2 separate regions of the Drosophila melanogaster genome follow, and region 2 is linked to region 1. The links are chromatin contacts, called in public Hi-C maps. All regions are on one chromosome and are shown on one strand. The core of a region is the stretch at or near the end of the contact, and the rest is flanking DNA. Distances in the headings are between cores, read along the strand shown.

The links. Hi-C and Micro-C count contacts between places; a contact is called where the count stands out from the background.
Region 2: a Hi-C map of the Kc167 cell line shows a contact between it and region 1, with 1.6 times the contacts expected there. The contact joins the promoter of PhKgamma here to the promoter of Ant2 in region 1. A contact is called at or near these places in 2 of 107 Hi-C or Micro-C datasets (both in the Kc167 cell line) and 1 of 6 datasets of contacts at active chromatin or transcription factors (the Kc167 cell line).

What each region holds. Positions count from the first base shown.
Region 1 is chrX:10,782,806-10,788,206 of dm6, reverse strand. Ant2 (Adenine nucleotide translocase 2) reads left to right here and starts at 1,300. Exons shown (of 4, transcript NM_176725.3): 1 at 1,300-1,401. sesB (stress-sensitive B) reads left to right here and starts at 1,249. Exons shown (of 4, transcript NM_001298161.1): 1 at 1,249-1,401. It overlaps Imp (IGF-II mRNA-binding protein), which reads left to right. Exons shown (of 7, transcript NM_167253.3): 7 at 1-338.
Region 2 is chrX:11,693,066-11,698,524 of dm6, reverse strand. It overlaps PhKgamma (Phosphorylase kinase gamma), which reads right to left and starts at 3,388. Exons shown (of 11, transcript NM_167297.3): 1 at 3,246-3,388; 2 at 2,214-2,701; 3 at 1,985-2,122; 4 at 1,281-1,459; 5 at 930-1,214; 6 at 774-864; 7 at 90-226; 8 at 1-25. The coding sequence starts at 2,076. bif (bifocal) reads right to left here. Exons shown (of 6, transcript NM_167295.3): 6 at 3,785-4,978. The coding sequence ends at 4,587.

The sequences.
Region 1 (5,401 bases), core at 51-2,550:
CATTTGATTACCATACCCCTCAGCACGCCCAAAACTCCTAGTATTCTGGCCTGTCCCAGGGTGCTGATTCAAAAACTAGAGATATACATAGGTGTATACATAACATACTAATCTGCGTAAGATGTTTTCCCCATTTCGGTGTAACTAAATGTTAATATTGCTAGCGCTCAATACGAAATTACCGTATACAAGACCCACATACAGCAAATAAAAAGACACAAAAGCTTACTAAATTGTATCCCAAGGCCAAGGAAAATATTAGAAAACCAGATATACAACTAACTCAAATACAATTTTGTGAACATGTGAAAAACAAATCGAAAAGAAATTTACTCAATAAATGATTTTTCGTATATAAGAAGTGCATTTTGAATCAAGTTTTGCGATTATCCTTTTCAACAACGTTTTAAAATTAAGAATATGATATTTTCGAAAAACATTTTTCAGAATAACTTGGCCAAAAAAGGTGGCTCAGCTAAAACGATGACTGTTTTGTGTTGCTTATTAACATTGCTAACAATCTGTAACACTTTCAAACCGAGTTTCAGGAATAATTTTTTTGACCAATTTAAGCAATTTTTCATTAGGGGTACCATCATCAAAATTCGACAAATTACCGATTTTCTCATTTTCGATAACCAAATTTGCAAAAAATGGCCAAAAATTAAAGTTGCCAGACTTAAATACAGTTCGATGAGGAATTTGGAACGATTTCAACGAGGTATGAGATATTCCAATTTTGGACAAACCTTTGATTTAATATAAAAAGAAAACTTTTGTTTTTGTAAAAAAAAGAGCAATTAAAAAACCGCGTTAAATGCAATACATTCAAACTAGTTTTTATCATAGTTTGGCAAAAGGAGGTCGTACAGGTCGTTGTTAATTTCCCAAAGAAGCGTGCAGATTAATTGTAATGAATCCATTATTAAAACATAAAATAGTCTTTAACTTTTGTGTAATTCAGAACTCGCAATAATATAATATATAATATAAAATAATATAACATAATGGGAAAGTCGATGTAAAAATATTTTTAAGGTATTAAAAAATATCGATATTGATGCTTCAATCCCCGCTTGCCTTAATTTTATAATAAAACGTAATATACTGGTTTTAATTACATCAAAAATAGCCATATTTATTTATACTAGCAAAAGTTACCGACAAAAATATCACGAATAAAAACCGAAATCTAGCTGAATATCGATAGATCGCCGAATAAATACCAGTTAAAGCAACTATCGATATGCGGTATTTTTGCAGCTTTCATCCCCAAGTCACTGGGCCCTCGAGACCCCCACCACTTTACGAATTTCATTCGCCAAGTGAGCACGCGGCTTCGTCTGATTCTGCAAAAGAAGTTTTTATTCTGTGACTTTTGTGAGAAGTTATCAACTGAAGGTATTGTGCTATTTTCTATATCTATTACATTTGCGAGGCTCTTTTGCTTAACAAGAAAAGAGACGGTGTGCCCCGTACCTGCCATTGATTTTTTTTTACCCATTAATTCACGTCACCTTGCGCTAGATTCTGTAGTTATGTAATGTGCTAATTTTTTTATTGTGTCGGTGTTGGTTTAAACTAACGTTTTTTTTTGTATGTTCGACAAGCAGTTCCGGTTTAACTGCATCGAAAAGAAATCCCGAAATGGGACTTGAAAATACCCGAAAAGTGCTTACATAACCCTTGCGAAAAATAATTGTGCCGAAATTGTGTTTGCCATCAATTAAACACGTAATAAATTGGGCGTATTAGCAAACTTTTCGGTATTTTATACCCCCAATCCAAAGTTCATTTAGAATACCCAGAAAGAAAATGGAAGAAGCCACGCTGGATCTTTTTCCCATCTATTTCCTTCCAATTTGCAACCACGCTGGAACTGCCAACTTATGCAATAGCAACGAGTTGGCAGGCCGGCTCGTCTGTACGAAAAAATGTTGCACATGAATTGCGATTATATTTCAAAGAGAATTGCACTTCTCTAGAATCAAATTGGCCTGCATTTGCACAAATATATTATTATATACACCAAATGCAGGCTATTCTATAGTAAAACGCGTGGCAATTGATTGTTCTACCGCCCAGTCGCACATGAGTGTGTATGAACACACAGTTGCGAATAAATTCCATGTGCCACTAACGCCCTCTCGCTCACTCCCATGCCAGACACCAGCTGCGCGTGCAAGTACTTATCGGGTGTGTGTGTGTGAAGAAGAGAGAGAGAGTTGGTTTTATTTCTTAAGAGTAATGTAACTATTTCTCTTTGGTTGCCTCCCTTTCTTTTCTGACCTGCTTTCTTTTATTAAAGATAAAAATTCATGCGAAAAAAACGGGTTTCCCCAGTGTTCTCATTTCTTCTATTATTATTCCATTCCCATACCCCTTAAACCCTTTCTGACGTCAATCGTTAATGTACGTATAGTATTCATGTGATTTATTGTTTATTGTAGCCCTTTGTGTGGCCTTTTAGTGCGATTTTGCACTTGGTTGAGATTAGTGTTTATTATTACATATCCCTGGCGAATCACATTTCCAATTCTCGCCCAGTCGGCGGAAATTTTCAGTGTGATTTTCAAGCCGATCCACGCCCTGTCCTAAAACCCCGATTCATCGCACACTGAGCCATAAAAATTATAACTTCGCTGCCGTTTAATTTTGGCAATTAAGCATTTTTGCAGTAACTTTGCAACTGCATTTTTTACGCTCTCTTTTTTGATGGGCAACTAGCTCTCTTTTATTTTTTATGTAATTTTTGTGATAACGGGACCTTGAAAAAGTGTCGTAGACAGTTATATAAATTAACTGTATTAGCAGAAGTGTTTATCTAATCGCTTCACGCATTTTTTTTCGAGCGCCGCCCCTCTTCCGCCTGCGTGAAAGAGACGAAGCGTGAGAGAGAGGGAGAGAGCGGCAGGTGGACGTCAGAAAGCAAAGTCACATGCTAGCAGTGCTGCCAACCCTATCTTTAGAAATAAAGCCAAATGTTATTAATAGCTTAGCAATTAAATAGCTACAAACAATTAATAAAACCTTTCAACTCTTTTCAACTTTTATTTTTATAAAAATTGATAATAGTTTTGGTTTTTGTATTTGAATAAATTGTTCACTGCTGTATATTGAAGTTTTCTAAGCCAGTCCAAGTAGTTCTTAAAACTGAATATCAAAGATACCCCAATTTTGTTGAATAAGGAAGACATGTATTTGGGTGTAATAGAAGTACACTATTCAATCTTCTAGAAATCTAGCTAACAACTAGCTAAACGGGACTATCCGTCTGCTTCGCAGCTGACTTGTCGGCTATTTGCCAAATGTAAATGTTGTGCGTACATTCATTTTGGCAAGCGTTTAGAAAGCGCCGTCGAAAACCTCGAAAGGGGTAAATGAAAAACAATTGGCCATATATGCATTTTTGGTCATGGCCAAAACGAAACAAAAAGTGTTTTCTAATGAGTACAAGTGTGTGGTACAATACTTCCTCTTATGCAACGAATGGCGACATTGAATTCTTGAATTCTCAGCACTGATAAGCGGCGATCTCTCGCCCTCTCTCGCTCGCACACGTGCTGTTGCCAACCGCTAGTTTTTTTTCGGCTCTCTCCGAATTTCGCATACTCTGCATATGCATATAGAGAGAGAACGCTCTCCCCCTCTCTCGCTCACGCTCATCTGTTGCTGAACTTGACGATGGCGGCGACTGCGACGCCGACGTAGGCAGAGCAGGCTAGCTGGCAGATTTCGGCGAAAGGAACTTTCACAAGCAATTCAGTTGCCGTCCGGTTCAGACTTCTGACTTCCGAGGAATAAGGATAAATTTTTTTCGGTTTTGTGCTGTGATATAGAAACACAAATACAAATTGTACGTATGGCAAACAAATTGGATATCAATTATCGAATCGAATTGAGCCATAGCCCATTTAACAAAATACGCGTGTGGTTCCTAATGCTTTTATTATTATTTTTTTTTTTTAAATCAAATCCAACCTGAGCATTGAAAGAAAATCTGCCTGGTTATGTAAAACAACAAAAGAGTTGAACTTGAATCATTCATTGAACAATTTTTTTTCTGGTGTGTGGTGGTGGTCTTATGCAATCAATAACAATGAATTAAGAATAAACTTAACACTGGATTGTGGATACTACTACGACTGCTCAGCCTTCGGTGGAAGCTTTCCACGTGCAACTGTAGAATTTTTCCAGCTGAGGCTATTACATCACGAGCCTTTTAGCTCTCGGCTCTCTGTGGCTGTGGCCGAAGAAAAAGCTTCACTCTCTTTCCAGCCAATCAAAAGTCTAACACGATTAGATAACGGTTGTTATTTCAAAGAAAGAGAACAGAAGAGAAACGAAACAATGGCAAAGCACAGTTCTCTTTGCCAAGTGTGTTACATAAAACCCTTGTCAATGAAATGCTGATTTAATTTCGCTAAAATATAATTTAAACCACACGGCTAACGCAGAGCGGCGGCTGCTCTTGAAAGTCTAAAATTAACAAAACGCGCTTCAATGGCGAATGCCAACTGCCAAAAAAAAAAACCGTGGCCTCTATAGCCATCTTGCTCACACCCACTCAAATGCCCATATATATTGGCTTTTTCCATTGAACTTTTTCAATTCAATTCTTTTCTTTTTTTTTGTGTGGTGTGGCAATTATGCAATCCCCCAATCTTTACTCAATGAAAACCAGTAGACTGCCGCTCTATCCAACTAGAACTGCAATTGATTTATGTCATATTCTCTAGATAACATAAATTAGATAAGCACTTATGTATTTATGTATGCCACGTAATGCCATGTATTTTACTTAGTTTTCAAAGCTAACTGGTTAGAACTTAATTTTCCAACAGTACTTATTTTATATCGATTTAAACCACCACGTGGCAACCAGCCGGCCAATAAAACTTTTCACCTTTTTTGCACAAAACCAGTTTTACCGGCAACTGCCAACACGCATACTAACACAAACAACAAATAATTGTAACCAAAACGCTGATGTTTCCATAAACCATTCAATATTAACCCCCTTTAGCATTAAGTTTAAGTTGCCATTTATACTAACTGTGCATGTTTTTATTTGTTTCATTTGTCGCTAAAACCTTTTTACTTCACCCGCAAAAATGTTTTGTAACCATTTGTAGTGCTGTTCAAAAAAAAAAGTGCATGTTTTTCGGTTTCGGTTTATAACTGTTCAAAAAAATAAAAAAAAAGTGCATGTTTTTCGGTTTCGGTTTATAATTTAATACATTGAAAATTTTCACATTTTCATTTGGCTTTGGGCTATTCTTCTATTGTGCCTTTTTTTGCACCCGTGTAAACAAAGTGAATCGTACATCCACTATACAAAAATACCGTAAACGTATATCGTAACCATTATGCAACGCACCATCACCCGCATGCCATGGGG
Region 2 (5,459 bases), core at 2,139-4,638, 910 kb before region 1:
TTGCGTATCAGATCCTTGGGATCCTCTGCAATCAATCGAAACCAAGTAAATAAGCATACGTTTGGCATGTGCATATCAATTTGACCAACCTGAAATATCAGCCCACTCCGGCGAGGTGAAGCTGTACTTGCCCTCCATGATATTCCGCAGCATGACCATCTGCTTGCGGTGCCAGAAAGGTGGACAACCGACGAGCAGCGTAAACATAATCACGCCACAGGCCCATCTGCGAACAACAAAAAGAAATCGAAAAAGAAATGGGTAAAAGGTGTCAATTTTTCCTATTAAAAATTTCTGCTGAAACCAAGTAACGTAGATACCAGTGGGAAACGTTAAAGAACTCAAAAATACAAAAAGCCCTACGTTTTGCTGAACCGAAGAAATATAGACGTCGGTATCGGAACTACTCAGATTTCAGATTATTATGCCTTTCTGCTTCTGACTCATTCATTAAAATGCACACCTAAAGATCAAAACAAATCGCCTGACACGAGGAACACTAGTTAATGAAATGTATCAGCAAAATTTGCGTCTATAAAACAAAAAAAAAAGGAAAACGGGTCTAATATCGATACAAAAGTTTAGACCTTTCTTTTTTTATGTAAGCAAAAATTTTTAATAATAAAATTAGCTGTTAACATAAGCAATTTAGTAATTTGAGCAGACAATTCGTATTACAATAAATGTGATACTTTTTGTGCTTAAATTGCTTCTATAATTTAAGTGAGCCAAAAAAAGGTGTAATAATAAGTGGCTAGTTTATTCGCTCTTACATGTCGACTTCCTGCGAGTAGCCGGGGGATCCCTCGAACATGTTGCACTTGAGCGTTTCGGGAGCCAAATAACCCGGCGTTCCGCACAGATCTAATAGGGGGAAAGTACATATAGTTTAGCTTAGCGAATACAGAAGGATGCTGTGTTATAATTACTTGTAAGTTTCTCGCCCTCTTGCAACTGCTTGGCGAAGCCAAAATCCGTGATCTTAACGTTGTGGTTCTCGTCCAGCAAGATATTCTCGGGCTTAAGATCCCGATGGACAATGCTCTTCGCGTGTATGTACTCGACGCCCTCAAAGATTTGTCGCATAATGGTGCGCGTCTTCTTCTCGGATAGCGTCACCACAGAGGTCAGATAGTCGAAGAGTTCACCTTTGGGACACAGCTCGAAGACGAGGAAAACAAATGCATCTGACTCGAACACATCCTGCAGATCAACTGTGCACGATAATGTAGATGGTTAGTGGTGGAATTAAGTACATGTGGGTGCTATGTGAGACTAACTTATGTAGGGATGCCCCATGACCTGGCGCAGTATTGAGATTTCTTGTCTGGTTGCTTCCAGCATGTGATATGGATTCGTCTCGCCTGACTCTGTGGTGGCGCCCAAGTCGATGATCTTGGCGGCAAACTCCTTGCCCGTCTCCTTTTCGATACATCGCCTCACGGTCGAACTGATGCCCCTGTAAGACAAACATTGCATGTAGATAAAGAGCTCTGCTTCTGCTGCACTTGACATTGCCATGATCGGGTATTTATCTAATCTCTAATCCCTAGAATTGTAATATGTAATTAGCCCTTGTTTTCGCTTAGTCTCTGCTATTTGCTTGGCAAATTCTGATCTTCGTTGTGGCGTGAGTAGGCCGGCAGACAGGCGCCGCTTGAAAAGCAGCCCATGCCATTGCTCCATGCCATGGAAGCTTGATGAGGCTGACTCACTTGGCACCATTTAGCCCAAACTGCATTACTGCAGACTTGGCAGTAAGAGGTTGGGAAAGCAGAAACAATCAATATTTGGACGTTCTAGTGATTTCTGAGGATACAAGTATCAATGTTTCTATGATCTTAAATTTGCAAAATTAACTACGCAAAGTAAATAGAAAGAAACGTATTTGAATGGTTAAGTGCAGGATCAATAATACTTCAACTGAATTTAAAAGGATTTAATAAGAGGTTTGAGATCACGGCAAGTGTAGTTCGATTCTTACCTGCCCAGAATCTCCTTGGGCTCGTATTTGGCATAGAAGCCCTTGGCCGCATCCTTGTCGGGCAGCAGATCATCCTCCTCGTCCTTGGCCATTAGATTTCGTGAAATCTTGCCGGCTGCCGAAACGGCAGTTTGGAATCTATTTGGTGGACGAGCGGAAATCAATTGGTTAGTGAAGGATTACATGATGATGACGGTGATTATGGTCGCAATCAAGATCAGTTAGTTACTCTGTCAGGCTGCCTGCTAATGAAGATGATGGGGATGGGATGCGGTGGCGATGGCGATTGAGGCGTAGGAGGGGGCGGTGATTTCTGGTGGTGTTCTGTTGATGAGGTTGATGCGATCGTTTAAGGCGTTGCTATTTTTATAACGACAATGTGGAAACGAACGGACGTGCGACACGAGTGGAATCTCTCGCCGACTGCGATTGAGACTGTGACTCTCCGACTTTGCGACTTTGCCGACAATCAGACTTGCCGACTTTCCGACTCTGCCGACTTTCGTTCTTTTCTTTTCGTTTCTTGCCGCCTCGCCGCGCTTCGCTTCGCTTCGTTCCGTTTCAGTTTAGTTCAGTTCAGTTCGGTCTTCCTTTTAATTACCAAGCCCCTGCTATTCGATTCCACCCGATTCGATTGGAAGTGGATCCTCTCCTGTCGCTCTCGATTGCTCTCTCGCTCAGCTGTTGGCGGCTGATTTAATTAATAACGAATGCCAACTGCAAAAACACAGATCGATTTGAATAACAGGCAAAAATTAAATCAAAAATAATAGAATTAAAATGTATTATTAAACAAGTGTTGTGTGTGTGTGTGTGTGTGGTGTGTTCACAACGAATGATTACACAACTACAACGCTTTGTTTTGTTTGCATTTCGAAAGGGTGCACATTATCGTTGCTGTTTTTGTTGTTGTTTAGCCTCCTTATCAGTGATACAGCTTCTCTTCTTCTACTACTGTTGCTGATTTCTTGCAGTTGTTTTGCTAGCACGCACGCACACACACATAAGCACGCTCGCATGCACCGACTATGTGCAGCAGGTTCCTTTTGTTTTTGTTTTTGCTCTGCTCTCGTTTCTCCCATCCTCCTTTGCAATCCCACACACACACTCGCGCACACAGACGCCGCATAGCACACATATACGCACACACACGCACCATCGTGGACATCCAACTAAGCGGGTACATTTCAATGTCAACTAAGGTTAAAAGTAGTACGCTTTTTGGCGGAGTTGGCGCCCGCACCGCCAGTGAAACACATACACGTGTGACCGCTCGCCTCTTGAATCGCTGGCAACGACGTCTCGAACATAACTCCACACAAAATTTATATTCCTCGGATTAAATTGCTAGTGCAACAATAAAACCCTGTATTTTTGACACAATCACAAAACTGGAGGTGGCACTAGTACCGATATCGAAGTAATGCTATCGATTGTTCCCGACACTCTGTCATATCGATAGCATTATATCTATCGACACGTAATTGTTAGCTAAGACACACCCCGACCAGGGATGGCACAGTTAGCTAAGACAACATCCTAACTTAGCAAGGACTTGATCCCACTCGGCATGGTTAGCAAAGACGCACTACCAAAATTGAACCCTCAACGGTGTTAATTTAAAATGAATCCTTTTCTAAATACCAATTAAATATAACAAACATAAGTGGACTTATAAAATAAGTCACTTCATAGATTTGAATATTTAAATTACCATTATTATATATGTTAACTTTTAACAAAAACTGTTGCTAACATTTTGCTTTGGCCTTAACTTCCTTTAACTTAAAACACGCGACTAGATGTTGATGTATTTTATATTTATTTACGGAATACAATTGTAAAAAATATTCAATAAGCGCTAAATGTATATAATAATTATGAGGCAAATGTTACATTTTCCTTTGCTTTCTTCCGCTGAATGGGCAAGCGGAGCTTAGAATGTTCTTCATTTTCGTTTTGGAAGGGTCGCGAAAAGGGATGATGATGGGTCACAAGATCGGATCGTTAGAATCCATTAAGTTAATACTCGGGCGGGACTAACCGCTCGTCGCGTACTTCGTGGATTAAGGTTTCAGTAACCTTCGGGATGCAGTCGGAAATACGTTGATTTGTTGTTGTTGTATATTTACTATCAAAATGCCGTAAATGGAATACACAATACAAATACAAATACAATTGCAGCAGCAAAGTTGTTCATTCAGTGCCGTATGTAGATACATTACAATAATATAATTATTAATTTATCAAAAAAAAAAAACCATATATATATATTTATAAAGAAGACAGACACACACGCTTGCTGTTGTACACATACACATCGGATCTCTAGGCTTACAAACTTACAAATAATATCTATTTATATACGTATCTTTATGGATTTCTTGCCATACTTGGTTTACGTTGCCTTGTTGTTTTTATTTTTCTTTCCTTCGTTACTGTTTTCGCGTCTAACCGAAGTTGATATTTCACCTAAGTGCACGCTTTTCAATTAGGGGAACGATCAGGATGTGGTAGGTTGTTATGCTCGGAAGGTTTGGAGTTTGGTGGAAACCGGTAGAAAAAGAGCTAGACGCTCCGGTTTTTTGGCTGGCAGGACGACCTAATATAGCAAATCCGTTTTCTGTGTACCCTCGCTGTACACAACTTCGGCGCCCGGCGTCGCCGTCAGATGGTAATCATCCTCGTCCACAGCTGAACCCTTCTTGGAGGCACCTGCTCCATCTGCAGTTCCAGGTCCTGCTTCCGTTGCCGCCAAGTCGCCCTCCTTGATCAGTCCCTCGCCGATGCCCATAATGCTGCCATTCCCGTTGAACATCAACCGGCTGCCCGCAGCTCCGGCTGGACTGCTCCCGTTGCTGCCTGGACTGTGGCTGCCATTGCTGCTCCCACTGCTGCTGCTCTCGGGCAGGGCGTATCGGGTGACACCCAGCTGGAATAGGTTGTCCATCGCCGTGCCCTTCATGGGCGTGTAGAAGCCCAGAGCCGTGGAGCCTGCAATTATGTGTAGAACGAGATTAATCGACTGTATATCTTTATTTCAAGTGGGTTTAAATCCTTCCAAGGATTTGGGGTTAGTACAATGATAAATAAGGTGGCTCCGAGTTGGGAAATATATATTTCAGAACATATATATATATATTTATATGTATATATAATCGAGATGAGGTGACGGTGTTGTGGATAAAGGAGGATCTCGCCTGGATCTTTTCAAGCAAATGAAAACGAAACATGACCAGTGGATAAAGAAATGGAAGTGGAGATGAGCGATGGAAGTTGATGATATGACTAGGATGTGCCAAGTGGTGTTGGTGGCTGGTGTGTGCGTGTGTTCGAGTGTCTGTTCTAATCTGGGTTAGTTACCTTAATAATAATATGAATTGGCGATTAGTTTGATTGCCCAGCGGAGCAGACAGAGCAAGTGCACTGGGTTAGAGGTGTGGCATTTCTGTTCTCGCACTTGAATCGGTTATTG